Linked DNA regions of Oncorhynchus kisutch: region 2 is linked to region 1. Evidence: chromatin contacts called from public Hi-C data. All regions are on one chromosome and are shown on one strand. Each heading gives the region's core, a stretch centred on a gene start, on an enhancer-like site or on the middle of the called end of the contact. The rest is flanking DNA. Distances are from core to core; before and after follow the strand shown.

Region 1 (6,510 bases), core at 1,716-4,215:
AGGTTGTCGATTCTAACACTTTTACTTTCGTAATAGATGTTATTTTTAGTTCAGGAAGGACTTATAGCCAATAGCAGAGAAGCACTGTCAAAACTTTAGCCATACAAAAGTAAATGATTGCAAATAAGTTCACCTTTTGAAGCACAATGGCAACAGATTGGTTTACGGGTAAGACTAAGCTCTTTGTCAGTGCAATATGGAGACACATTCATGACTTCATTTGATCCAGTTTCAGTAGGATTATTCTTTCTTTCTTGACTTAATAATGTGTTCACAGGTTGTTTTGTGTGAGGGATGGACCTTTTTCAGGCAAAGTTATAATGCTTGTTCCCGCACACAGTTTACGACAGCTGTGATGGATAACAAGAAATATGTGTATGTATGACATGCGCCCAGTTTATAAATCTCAATATTTGTTTTCTTTTCAGAAATGGTGCATGCAGATATTTAGTGTAAAATTTACACAACAGTTATGAGGCCCCTGCTCTCTAACACAGCTACAGCTCAGGTTGAGACCTGTGAAGACAAAACTTGCCTAAATAGTTTACCTGGACACTGTGAGGCTTGATGGACTGGGGCTGGAGGTGGGGCCTGTGTCGAAGACAAATTGAGGCTGCCATCGATGTCACAGTCCATTATCATGTCAGCAGAGATATGACTGTTGTTGAGTGCAACCACATTTGCATTTGAGGGTGGTTGGCTGAGGTTCACTCCTGAAAGATACATTTTGTGTCCAAGTAACTATACAATTGTCTTAGGCTCTTCTTATGGGGCTGTCTGTTAGTAAGCAACACAACTTTATTAGAATGACCATGTTAGCTTATTCATAGTAGCACTCACCAGATGGATTCACCCCTCCTGCTTGGATGGTTTTATGTATGATCAAGTCCTTTTTAATTCGGTTGCTGGTAACTATTCGGGAATCAACAGTGCTGTTGCAATCCGCGTAAACCGTTGGGCTGGATGACACTTCAAAACAAATGTGTCATTGCCTTGTTAGATGACAACCTTTTGTATGCCATGACCTTGCAGTCTGTAATAAAAACACTGGCCTGACAAACCTGACAATTGCATTTTATATTCTGTATAGTAAAACACATACACTGAGCCTACTAGGTGAAAAATGTGCCGATGTGCCCTTGAGCAATTCACTGAACACTAATTGCTCCCATAAGTCACTCTGGATAAGTGTCTGCTACATGACAAACATTTTAAATGTATGTTTTCTAATAACCGCTGTGAAGTGCTTCAATGTCTTTAATCACTACAAAGTTAATGTAATACTGCTACTTCACCTTGTGTGTTCTTGCTGAAATGCTGTTGAAGTCCTGGATAATGTGCCTTCTCTTTCTGCAGAATCTCATTGAACGCCTCACATGCAACCTCCCCCTTTTTCATGATTTCATCCAAAAGAAGGAACATCTTCTCCGCAGCAGTGGCTTGGCTGGAAACAGCTTTTCCTTGTTCAACTGATCAAATATCCTCACACTTTTCAATGATATACTCAGGGTCTGTTGATAACCACTGGCACAGTTCCGTCTTCTTTGACATCAGAAATTCCATTGTCTAAATGTCTACAAGAGATGCATACAGTAAGGAATGGAACAAAGGGTATGATATATACTGTAAACTACTCAACTAACTATATAATCATATCATTATCTTATCTGAAAAAGCTATCAAAGATGAGTGACAATAAAACAACAGTCAACAGTTCGATAGAAGTGATCCTAATACTGTACAGAATATATTACCTGAGTGCACTATCAATAATCATAATTCAAATTGAAAGGGTTGTCCGATGTAACCATTGGGCTCGTTGTAATGTAGTCTGTTCTAAAGTAGTTTTATTTCCACTATTCAGTACAGTATATTTGATTTATATTTGATATCATTACTGTTTTAATACACTTAAAGGAAATAATCACCCATGTTGAATGTTATATCATTTTGTACATCTCTATTGAGTCCCAGGATGATTTCATGTTTTCATGTTCGTTTTTATACATCTCTATTGAGTCCCAGGATGATTTCATGTTTTCATGTTCGTTTTTGTACATCTCTATTGAGTCCCAGGATGATTTCATGTTTTCATGTTCATTTTTGTACATCTCTATTGAGTCCCAGGATGATTTCATGTTTTCATGTTCGTTTTTGTACATCTCTATTGAGTCCCAGGATGATTTCATGTTTTCATGTTCGTTTTTGTACATCTCTATTGAGTCCCAGGATGATTTCATGTTTTCATGTTCATTTTTGTACATCTCTATTGAGTCCCAGGATGATTTCATGTTTTCATGTTCGTTTTTGTACATCTCTATTGAGTCCCAGGATGATTTCATGTTTTCATGTTCGTTTTTGTACATCTCTATTGAGTCCCAGGATGATTTCATGTTTTCATGTTCGTTTTTGTACATCTCTATTGAGTCCCAGGATGATTTCATGTTTTCATGTTCGTTTTTGTACATCTCTATTGAGTCCCAGGATGATTTCATGTTTTCACATGTATCTGAGTTCAAACAGGCAGACATACAGCCGGTGTGACGAGTTGCATCATATGATTCAAAATGGGTGAATATTTTCTTTAGGGAACATTTCATTACAAACTGTACAACATCTACGGAAGACAAAAGGAATAGACTTTTGTTGATAAGCTGTATCTGTGGAAGAATGAGAAAGTACAAGCACTTCCGTTTTGGTGAGAGAGGTGGAATGAGAGAAGTATAGAGTCCCGTAAACTAGACGAACAACAGCTGGTGAAACAAAAGAGCGGGAGCAGCCATATCTCACACATCTCAGTTTATAGACTGCAGAACAGGAAGGTAAACTTACCAACAAGATGTTAAACAGAGCAGGATCTGGTACGTAAATGTGGATAGGTTACAACTTTCCGTACTGACAAGCTATGTGGCTGATGTAAACAGAGCGCTTACTGACAGAAATGCGAGAAATGTACTTCCTTTATGTAAGTATAGCCAATAACACATGCGGGCCTGTAAGAGTGCAGCCTATCGAAATGCGCGTTTTGTTATGAGTAAGACATGGGACATGTGTGAAGTGAAACTAAGATTCATTATTACGCTTCACCATGTTTGTGTTCAACAGATGAATACAGTAGGATGTTCAAAACTACCTGTAGGCATTGTAATAACATGAATTGACACAGAAAGGGCAATTTTGTGTCCATGTTGACAGGCTCCTGTACTCATGGTGTGGTGGACCTCCCCCCTATTCCTGTGAACTCACATGCAATCTCAATCACATTTCTGGATTTGACTCCTTCGTTCCTTCCCAGTCAGGAATAAGAAAATAGCAAAAGACCATCTAGCTGAGTAAACCCTGGCAAATCAATTCACCTGTCAAATCGTTGTTAAATTCCTTAGAGATCTAATCTACAGAATTACACTGCAGCCTCTTGACATTCAATACTGACACATAGGAACTGAATTCAGAGGAACACGCAGGGGCAGATTGAAGCTGATAGACGAGACAGAGTTTGGTCATAAGAGCTCCTGTTATATCAGTGGAGGGGATGTTTAATAGAGGATGAGTCACACTGTCACGCCCTGACCCTAGAGAGCCTTTTTATGTCTCTATTTGGTTAGGTCAGGGTGTGATTTGGGTGGGCATTCTATATTCTGTATTTCTATGTTTTGGCCGGGTATGGTTCTCAATCAGGGACAGCTGATCCTCACTCCAGTGATGATCCATGGCACGAAGCCTCCAGTTATGATCCATGGCACGAAGCCTCCAGTTATGATCCATGGCACGAAGCCTACAGTAATGATCCATGGCACGAAGCCTCCATTGATGATCCATAGCAAGAAGCCTCCAGTGATGATCCATGGCAAGAAGCCTCCAGTGACGATCCATGGCACGAAGCCTCCAGTGACGATCCATGGCACGAAGCCTCCAGTGACGGCCTCCAGTCGGGAGCTTCCAACGAGGGTCCCCAGTCCGGGGCCCGCAGCGAGGGTCCCCAATCCGGGGCCCGCAGCGAGGGTCCCCAGTCCGGGGCCCACAGCGAGGGTCCCCAGTCCGGGGTCGGTGACGAGGGTCCCCGCACCAGAGGCACCACCAAAGAGGGGTGAACCAGAGGTGGAGCGGGGTCTACGTCCCGCACCAAAGCCGCCACCGCGGCGATATGCCCACCCGGACCCTCCCCTATAGGTTCAGGTTTTGCAGCCGGAGTCCGCACCTTTGGGGGGGGGGGGGTACTGTCACACCCTGACCTTAGATAGCCTTTTATGTCTCTATTTGGTTTGGTCAGGGTGTGATTTGGGTGGGCATTCTATATTCTGTATTTCTATGTTTTGGCCGGGTATGGTTCTCAATCAGGGACAGCTGTCTATCGTTGTCTCTGATTGGGAATCATACATAAGCAGACTGTTCCTTTTGTTAGTTGTGGGAAGTTGTCTTTTGTTAGGGGCACTATAGCCCTTGTAAGCTTCACAGCTGTTTTGGTTGTTTCTTGTTTTTGTTGGCGACACTTTGAATAAAAGGAAAATGTCCGCTCACAACGCTGCGCTTTGGTCCACTTCTTCCCATGACGGCTGTGAAACACACAATAAATAACACACATAGGCTTTATACTAGGCAGCGTGTCATCCCTACCACATCGTCCATCATTTCCAGATAATGTACAGAGCGTCTGCATTCATCCCTTACATATAAGAAAAAATCCAAGATGGCGTAGCAGTCAGATGTCTTTGTCCTGTCGTGTCCCTTGTATATATTCATCATCCCTTACACATATAACATATATAGGCTTTAAACTAGAGATGTACAATAATGACTATGTGCAGTGTTGACAATGGATATCATGTTTTAGAGACACTGAGCTTCAGGACAGTTATTTCACACAGTATTCAAGGGGTCATCATCGGTCATTGAAAGGATGTGTCCACACTATAAATGTTTTTTTCGGTCACAATTAAAAAACGCTTTTAACAACAAGATCTTACGGAATTTGTTTATGAAATACAAAGCAGACCTTTGACTCTATGGACCTCTAGTCGTTTAAAAACATACACACCACAACAACACCTCTAGTGGTTTAAAACCATGCACACCACAACAACATCTCTAGTGGTTTAAAACCATACACACCACAACACCTCTCATGGTTTAAAACCACAAAAGTTGTATTTCAACGGACTAATATCAGTGTTGTGTCTATTTAAGTCACCTTAACACAGCTAAATCAACTGTTTAAAAAATGCAGGGTTTACCAGTACAGATAAAACAACTCATGGTCAGAATCTATAGCAGCTGCCTAGCTGTACCATATTTGGCTTTGTAAAAGGATGAGCTGTTGATGTGTGAGCCTTCGTGGTTCTGTAGTCGTTCAACATAGCTATTAAACATCTATTCAGTAATGATTTTTCTTCTGTTTTCATAAATAATGTGCAGTAGACATACAGTAGGTCTGCTACAGTGAGACTAGATCAGGCTACATTACAGCATGTACCTCCCTGAGGGAATGAATGATGTTTTGGTGGTCTAACAGGTTTAATTCAAATGATGGCTTCATCTTCCTGAAATTGTTTCTCTTGCAGGGTGAGACGTGTTTATGATATGAAACACAGATACAGTAACAATGCAATTATCACAATGGAAATGTGTTTGGGTTACATTACGTATTCTACACGATCACACAAAACATGACTTAATTACACATCTTTCATATTTAATGGAAATATGAGTCATATAAAAATTATGGTTTTACAAAAATGTCCTCTACAAGTCTAGGATATTTAATGGAATGACTAATATGTGTCATAGAAAAAACACTGGTAAACAAAGATATGTTAGTTGAGCTTTAGCAAAAGCTACCATGTTAGAACCAATGTATAAAAATAAAATCCCAACAGCCCACCCTAATATGTGCACTGCTAAAAATGGTCCCTTTGAAGATATTTGAATAAGATTGCTGTTTAAAAGGTGCAATCTGTTAGATTAAAGGAAAATAAGTAAATCAATAATTATATTATGACAATGGAAATAACAGATTTAAATCTAGAAAATCAAGGCGTTGGTGCAATACTTTCAACATACTAACTGTCACTTCTTTTGGCTATTTTTGCTGTTCTCAAAATGAGATTTTAACCATGGATTTCCAAGAGTGGTTTTGAGTTATAACAGTTGCTCTAGACCCTTAAGAAAGTGATCAGGTACTCTGGATATGCCTGACAGTCGTGGAAGACTACGAACTCTGTTGGATCAGATGGCTTGTTTGTCGTACTATCGTAGCGCCGAATATCTGATCCGTCTTTAAATGGAGGTTCTATCATCCCTCGTTCTCCCTTTGTGAAGTGTCCAGTCAGAACACGACACAAGTACATCAACTTCCTCCCTTCGCCATCTGGCTTGGAGAATTCATCAGCAGCAGAGTAGCTGGCATTGACTGCAAAGTAGGTGCCATTTCCATACTCTGCATCTGCAGAAAGATTATGACACAGTTATGACACTATTAACATAGAAGAGAGAAACCAGTTCAATGTAAGGATT
Region 2 (7,103 bases), core at 54-2,553, 150 kb before region 1:
GTATGGCCTGCCCAGTATTTTTTACACATGACCCTAAGCATGATGGATGTTAATTGCTTAATTAACTCAGAAACCACACGTGTGGAAGCACCCGCTTTCACCATACTTTGTATCCCTCATTTACTCAAGTGTTTAAATTATTTGGACAATTCAAATCAAACTTTATTTGTCACATGTTTCGAATACAAGTGTAGACCTTACCGTGAAATGCTTACTTACAAGCCTTTAACCAACAGTGCAGTTCAAGAAAGAGTTAAGAATATATTGACCAAATAGACTAAAGTAAAAGATAGTTGCCTGTATGTCAGTCAGTTTACCTACTTATGATAACTAAACCAAGTCTAATAATGAGATGAACACTCACAGGTTTGTTAAGCGTAGACAGAACGAGCTTCTTCCATATGAGAAGACATCGAATTGCAGGAATGTTCCTGTCATTTAGAACCATAACGATTGTTTACAGCCAATGCATTGGATCAAACTCTACAGACAGAAACCCAAATAAAAGCGCGAGGGGTACCTTGAATAAATAACACACGTGCACAATGATTACCACACGGGAGGAGACCCATAATCATCTGCGCAATCCACAAAACACACAGCACAGGTACTTACACGACCAACGGACAGTGAAACAATGATGGACCCCACCATGGTGAACGAAGGGCACATACATACAAATACAATCAGGTGGAATAGGGGACACGTGTGTGCAATGAAAGTTCCAGAGGGATCTGTGACAAATACACAAGGTACAATTTGAAATTTGTCCATCAGCAGTTTTCTGTTATGTCAGTCACTGACAGTCACTCAATTAGCCCATATCAGCTAACATGTTTTAGATTGGTAAATTAGTCTAGTGGCCAGCTATCTAAACGTGTAGTTTACATGGTCGAATTACCGACCTGGCCCGGCCCCCCCATTGATTTTGTTAGTCACTCTCACTCAGATATCATATTAAAAACTGCAAACATTTCTCTCCACACTATGGAAAAACGTGTAGAATTGCAGGGCATTAACTCAACATTTTCTTTTATAACTCCTGTCAAGAGGGGGGGGGGGGGGGGGGGGGGGGGCTAAAATGCTTTTCTTGCAAGGTGGGGTTAACAACATTTCGTGAAAGACTTGGTCCGGTTCTGACTACATGTGTGGGTAAGGATGTGCGTATACAGATGCGTGAGCCACTGCGCCCCCCCATGATGATTTCAGAGGTTTTGTGTGCCCCACCCCTGTCAAAGTGTCCCATCCCTGGTCTATATCATCTGCGTGGTGGGTTCTCCTGAAGAGCTGTAGGCTAATTCGTGATGTAACAGGAAGTAGACTAATGCGAATGCCTCCCACAATCTGACAGCGGCTCCAGTCCGACACTTTATTCATTGAGTGTTGAAACCCTTTAGGTTTGGTTCACTACCATTGCTGCGGAGGTTGCATTTGTCGGGAAAAAAAGCTGTCGCTGGAGTGTTTGGTCGGTTAATGTTACTTTCTAAATCGCGGTAGCATTGGATTGTGAACTAATCGCATCAGGTAAGAACCATTCGAATAGTGTATTAATAATGGGAATATTTACATATCTGGTTTAGGATTACTATTTTATTTGTCCACTTATGCATCGATTCCAGTATCGATGCATAAGTAATTTGCTTTTCCTTTTCTAAAATCAATAGCCTATACATATCCAATTCAAGCCCATGATAATCGAAAAGAGTCTGCTGCATTTCTGTCTGTTAAATTTAGACCTAAAACGTGCTTTTTAAAGCTACCTGGATAGATTTCAGTCCACTGTCGACAGGGATAACAATAGCCTATTTCTTGTAGTCTTCCAAAAACAATTGCGCACCGCAGATAGGTTAGTCATTTGCACAATTTTGCATAATTCCATAGGGAAATTATATATATATATATATATATATATATAGGAGAGCTATATATATATATAGCCTCGTTGTTAACACATCATACACTATTTGTACACATGTACAAACAATGTACTATTTAACCATGTATATATATATATATATATATATATATATATATATATATATAGTACATGGTTTGTACATGTTTACAAATAGTGTATAATGACTCCCGTCATCAACATACAATCATTGATAATAGCCTATTAATACTTCATCCTTAATTTAGGTTCGTTTTTTGACAGATTTGTTTGATCTATGACAAGGGTTTTCATTTGAAAGGGTTTGAAATGATTGGAATATTAAACAAATGCAAGGTAGCCTATAAGTATGTTTGCTCTCCAACATGCTACATAACATGTTTATAGGGAAGACAACACCTGCAATAATACAATTGTATTAACTCTCAGACCCCATTCAAGATGCGTTTTTACAACCTTATATAACCTTTCCAAACTTTAGGCTCAGTGGAACCTAAGTGTTAGGCTACCCACATTTACCTTTTAGGGCACAATGTGGTGGGTAGGTAACCTATAAATCATAAATTAGCATGATAACCATGTTAATGCAAAACGAAAAGGATTTCCTGGGCATTCTACAAGTTTATATGTCATATTGCTGTTTGATAATGAGTTGACTGGAGAGTCTAAAGAATGATAATTATTGTATCTTGTAATATCATGAACTGTCTTCAGATGCAAGGGAAATGTATTTTGTTTCCCACAGAAACCGATACATTTGAAAGCATAACTATATTAATAAAAACATTGATAAAAAAAACATGAAAGAATAAGCACTGTGCCTTTTTACATTGCGTGGCACATCCAGATGACCTGATTGCTACTGACAGCATTGTAGTGTAAATGTGCCCGCTCTCCTCAGTCATGTGGTATACCCCAACACTGGTGTTTGGCACCAGTGCAATCTCAAGTTATTGTTGAATCATCTGCATGGTTATGTAAGCCACAGATTGGACATGATGAAATGTTTTGGGGCAGCTAGAGGGAAGAACGTGATGAATATGATGAGGATGCTCACATTTGGCAGATCTCGCTTATGATACGATGAGGAAGGCAGAGATATTTCTCCATCAAGGAGAGGATAGAGTACACATGAACAAACTCAGAACTGTAGAACATTCAAGTTCATCAGGCCTGTTGAGACATTTTAAAATCTTTCCAGATGCATTTGGCTGACACCATATTTGTCCTCTGCCTCTTTAACCCGTCCATAGATTGCACCCTTTTGTCTCACATTCTCAAGTAAAATTACTTATTAAACATCCACAATAACCCACCGCCATGAAAAAAATATGACATGAAACAAAAATATTATTGCTTCGCTCAACATTTATGAAATCTTTCATGATTTGTATGTGTTCCATTTGAAAGCTGAGGAAAAGATGCCGCTTCACTGTGTGGCCTGAAGATATAGGACAGCCACAGAGTGTTTTCCGGACTGACTGAATACCCCATGAGAAGCAGGCGTGTCTAATAAGTCTACAAGGATTTTCACTCAAAATGCTCAACGGCCAAGTGTTCACAGTAAATATATTAGCTCATATAGTGAAAGGAACCCAAGTACATTTTTGTGTAGGGAGTCTTTGTGTTGAACTGTAAAACATTGGATTTGGATTCCTCCCCCGAGCAGTCCTGTGGAGTGGGTATTGAAGGCTGACTCCAAATGGGATATTACATGTTAAAGGTACCTCCAAGACATGGTGATATTGCCTCGAGAAGCTCAGTCATCTACACGGCACAGAGTATGCCTAGGATGAGGCGTCCAGAAGAGTCAACAAGGAGAACTGTTGACGATGGAAAATGTGTCTGTTTCTCACTCTGGTCTATCTACAGAATGGACAGTGTTTTTGATCAGTAAAACTCAGTCTTTATCGTTTTACCTAGAGATTCACATTACATGTTGATAGCTGTTCTTGTCTATTAATGTTCTGTATTATGTCATGTTTCATGTTTTGTGTGGAACCCAGGAAGAGTAGCTGCTGCTTTCGCAACAGCTAATGGAGATCCTAATAAAATACCTAATACCATACATGTGAATATGAACACACTGCTCACACCATTATGAAAAAGTGTGCAAAGCATCCATAACATGGGGGGAATAAACAAAACAAAATACCCTTCTTCCAAGACAAATATGATGGATTATACCAAGAGCTACCTTCAAATCTGTTATTGTTCAAAGTTTGGTCTGCAAAGTGGATCTCTCAACGAATTGAGAGCGAAATCTCAACACGACTCTCCCCTTACTTTTCCGATATCTGAACATTATCTTAGCCGACAGCTGCCACACAGTCTAAGACAGCCTGCTCTCACCAAGAAGGTGTATCCAGGTTATCTCCCTCTCCCCAGGGAGCAGATAGGTTATGCCTTTTTATTTAATTTAACACTTATTTTACCAGGTAAGTTGACTGAGAACACGTTCTCATTTACAGCAACAACCTGGGGAATAGTTACAAGGGGGAGGAGGGTATGCTACTCAGCCATCTCTCCTGTTTCGAAGTCGGGGCGCACAAACACAAATGCATTGTGACGCTTTTATCATGCTGGAGGCCCCTGCTTGTCTCCCCCCCCCTCTCTCTCTCCATCTCTCTTTCTCTCTCCCCCTCTCTCTCTCTATCTCTCTCCCTCTTTGTCTGTTTCTCTCTCCCCTCTTGTTGGTCTCTCTCTCTCTCTCTCTCTCTCTCTCTCTCTCTCTCTCTCTCTCTCTCTCTCTCTCTCTCTCTCTCTCTCTCTCTCTCTCTCTCTCTCTCTCTCTCTCTCTCTCTCTCTCTCTCTCTCTCTCTCTCTCTCACCAGACCTTGGTTTAGTCATTAATCTGAGAGCTGGCTAATAGCACCACCATCTCATATCCTGTCTCATTCAAGTGCATCAGGGCCATTATTGAATTCCCCTGTCTAAACACAACCTCGACACACATCATATCTTTACCTCTCTCCCTGGGCCTCGGCTACCACATTACACTCAAATGCATTGATGCTGATATGCGTCACTCTACTCAAACCTCCCTCGAGTTCCTGTATTTAATTCAGAGTCAAATCTCAATGATGTTAAAAAGATCCGCCGCCCCACATACCCCCACATGTATTACAGAAGATTCTTTCAGTTAATGACTTGAGCAAGGCACTTAATTAACCCTAATTGCTCCAGGGTCGCTGTTGATAATGGCAGACCCTTGCCGTGACTCTCCGAGGGTGTCTCAGGGGGAGTTGGGGAATGCAAAGAAAAAACAACACATTTCCAATTCACACATGTATTTTAATACACACTTGTACATGTGTGGAATAAGGCAAATATAAGCACCCACCAAAATTCTTAGCAATATGTCGTTGATTATAACTATGTATGTTTCACTGACAGCCATGTCATGTTGACTGGACGTAGCATGTTTTATTGCAGCAGTCAGGCCTGTGGACAACATGTTCTATGCTTGTGTGTGAGTCCTAGGCTAAAGTCGATCTGAGATGACGTGCTTTCTGAAGGATGAGGACAGTGGCCGTTTCCAGGCGTGTTCCGTGTTGATGCGTGCGAAACAAACTGCCGTTGGCTGACACGACCCTCCTGATTTACAGGCTGGGGCTAATGCCCCATGAATATAGAGGAGGTGGCTTCTGATAGGGCACAGAGAGCGAGAAAGGAACCGTGGGAGTTAGTATGTGTAATTCCTCCATCCAGTGGAGTGAGTATGGGTATCTTATCTTCTCCATCCGGTGGAGTTAGTATGTATCTTCTCCATCAAGTGGAGTTAGTTTGTGTATCTTCTCCATCCAGTGGAGTTAGTGTGTATCTTCTCCATCCAGTGTAGTTAGTCTGTATCTTCTTTATCCAGTGGAGTTATTATGTATATTATCCATCCAGTGGAGTTAGTGTGTATCTTCTCCATCCAGTGGAGTTAGTGTGTATCTTCTCCATCCAGTGGAGTTAGTCTGTATCTTCTCCATCCAGTGGAGTTATTATGTATCTTCTCCATCCAGTGGAGTTAGTCTGTATCTTCTCCATCAAGTGGAGTAAGTGTGTGTATCTTCCCCATCCAGTGGAGTCAGTGTGTATCTAATCCATCCAGTGGAGTCAGTGTGTATCTTCTCAATCCAGTGGAGTTAGTGTGTATCTTCTCCATCCAGTGGAGTTAGTATGTGTCTTCCCCATCCAGTGGTGTTAATATGTATCTTCTCCATCCAGTGGAATTATTATGTATCTTCCCCATCCAGTGGAGTTAGTATGTATCTTCCCCATCCAGTGGAGTTAGTATGTATCTTCCCCATCCAGTGGAGTTAGTATGTGTATCTCCTCCATCCAGTGGAGTTAGTATGTATCTTCTCCATCCAGTGGAGTTAGTATGTGCATCTTCTCCATCCAGTGGAGTTAGTATGTATCTCCCCCATCCAGTTTAATTAGTATGCATGTCTTCCCCACCTTGGGCAGAACAGTTCAGCCCTATAATATCAATTTAATCCTGTTAAGAGAGGTAGATTGTGTCTGCATAGTACATACTGTATTTAAAATAACATTTTATTTTTATGATCTCCTATAGTTCTCCTCCCACTCATATGTCAATACTGTGCTTTTGTTATTTGTGCATCACAACAAGTTGATTACATCTGTTGATTACATCTGTTGATTACACTGAGTTTGCAGTGCACTGTACTCTATTATCCCAATTATCCCTTGTAAATTGAAATTTAAGTAATTTAGCAGACACTTATCCAGAGCGATTTACAGGAGCAATTAGGATTAAGTGCCTTGCTCAAGGGCACATCAACAGATGAGTCACCTAGTCGGCCCGAGGATTCAAACCAGAAACCTGTAGGTTACTGGCCCAACACTCTTAACCCCTAGCCTACCTCCACTTATATACATCATGTTTACATGTATGTATTGACATACTTTCCATGTGTTGTTCTTTACAAGTTGACGTGTAAACATACTGATGGTACAGTAACAGTAGCCTACATGGGTCTATCACTTGTGACGGGAGTAGTAGTGTGCGCACTTGTGACGGGCCTGTGGCGTGTGCATGGGGGCAGATCCTTTGGCCTCTGGGTCATCTTAAAACAGAGTTGAACTTGATCCAGCTCCCAGGGTTATTTTGGTAGATGTCAGGCCTGCTAGCAATCTTTCAGATCCAGGCCGAGTTCACTGGAAACTATCTTCCATTGAGATCAGGGCTGGATCT

What was found. Hi-C and Micro-C count contacts between places; a contact is called where the count stands out from the background.
Region 2: a contact with region 1 is called in a Hi-C map of liver, with 7 times the contacts expected there. The contact joins the promoter of LOC109870737 here to the promoter of LOC109870722 in region 1. A contact is called at or near these places in 2 of 2 Hi-C or Micro-C datasets (liver and muscle).

Annotation. Positions count from the first base shown.
Region 1 is chrLG2:69,642,671-69,649,180 of Okis_V2, reverse strand. LOC109870722 reads right to left here and starts at 2,965. Exons shown (of 7, transcript XR_004204721.1): 1 at 2,833-2,965; 2 at 1,296-1,574; 3 at 841-969; 4 at 1-713. It overlaps LOC109870710 (protein mono-ADP-ribosyltransferase PARP15), which reads right to left. Exons shown (of 5, transcript XM_020461334.2): 5 at 5,669-6,439. The coding sequence ends at 6,150. It overlaps LOC109870729 (a long non-coding RNA gene), which reads left to right and starts at 43. Exons shown (of 2, transcript XR_002252211.2): 1 at 43-168; 2 at 429-1,065.
Region 2 is chrLG2:69,786,498-69,793,600 of Okis_V2, reverse strand. It overlaps LOC109870737 (calcitonin gene-related peptide type 1 receptor-like), which reads left to right and starts at 1,303. Exons shown (of 13, transcript XM_031800877.1): 1 at 1,303-1,524.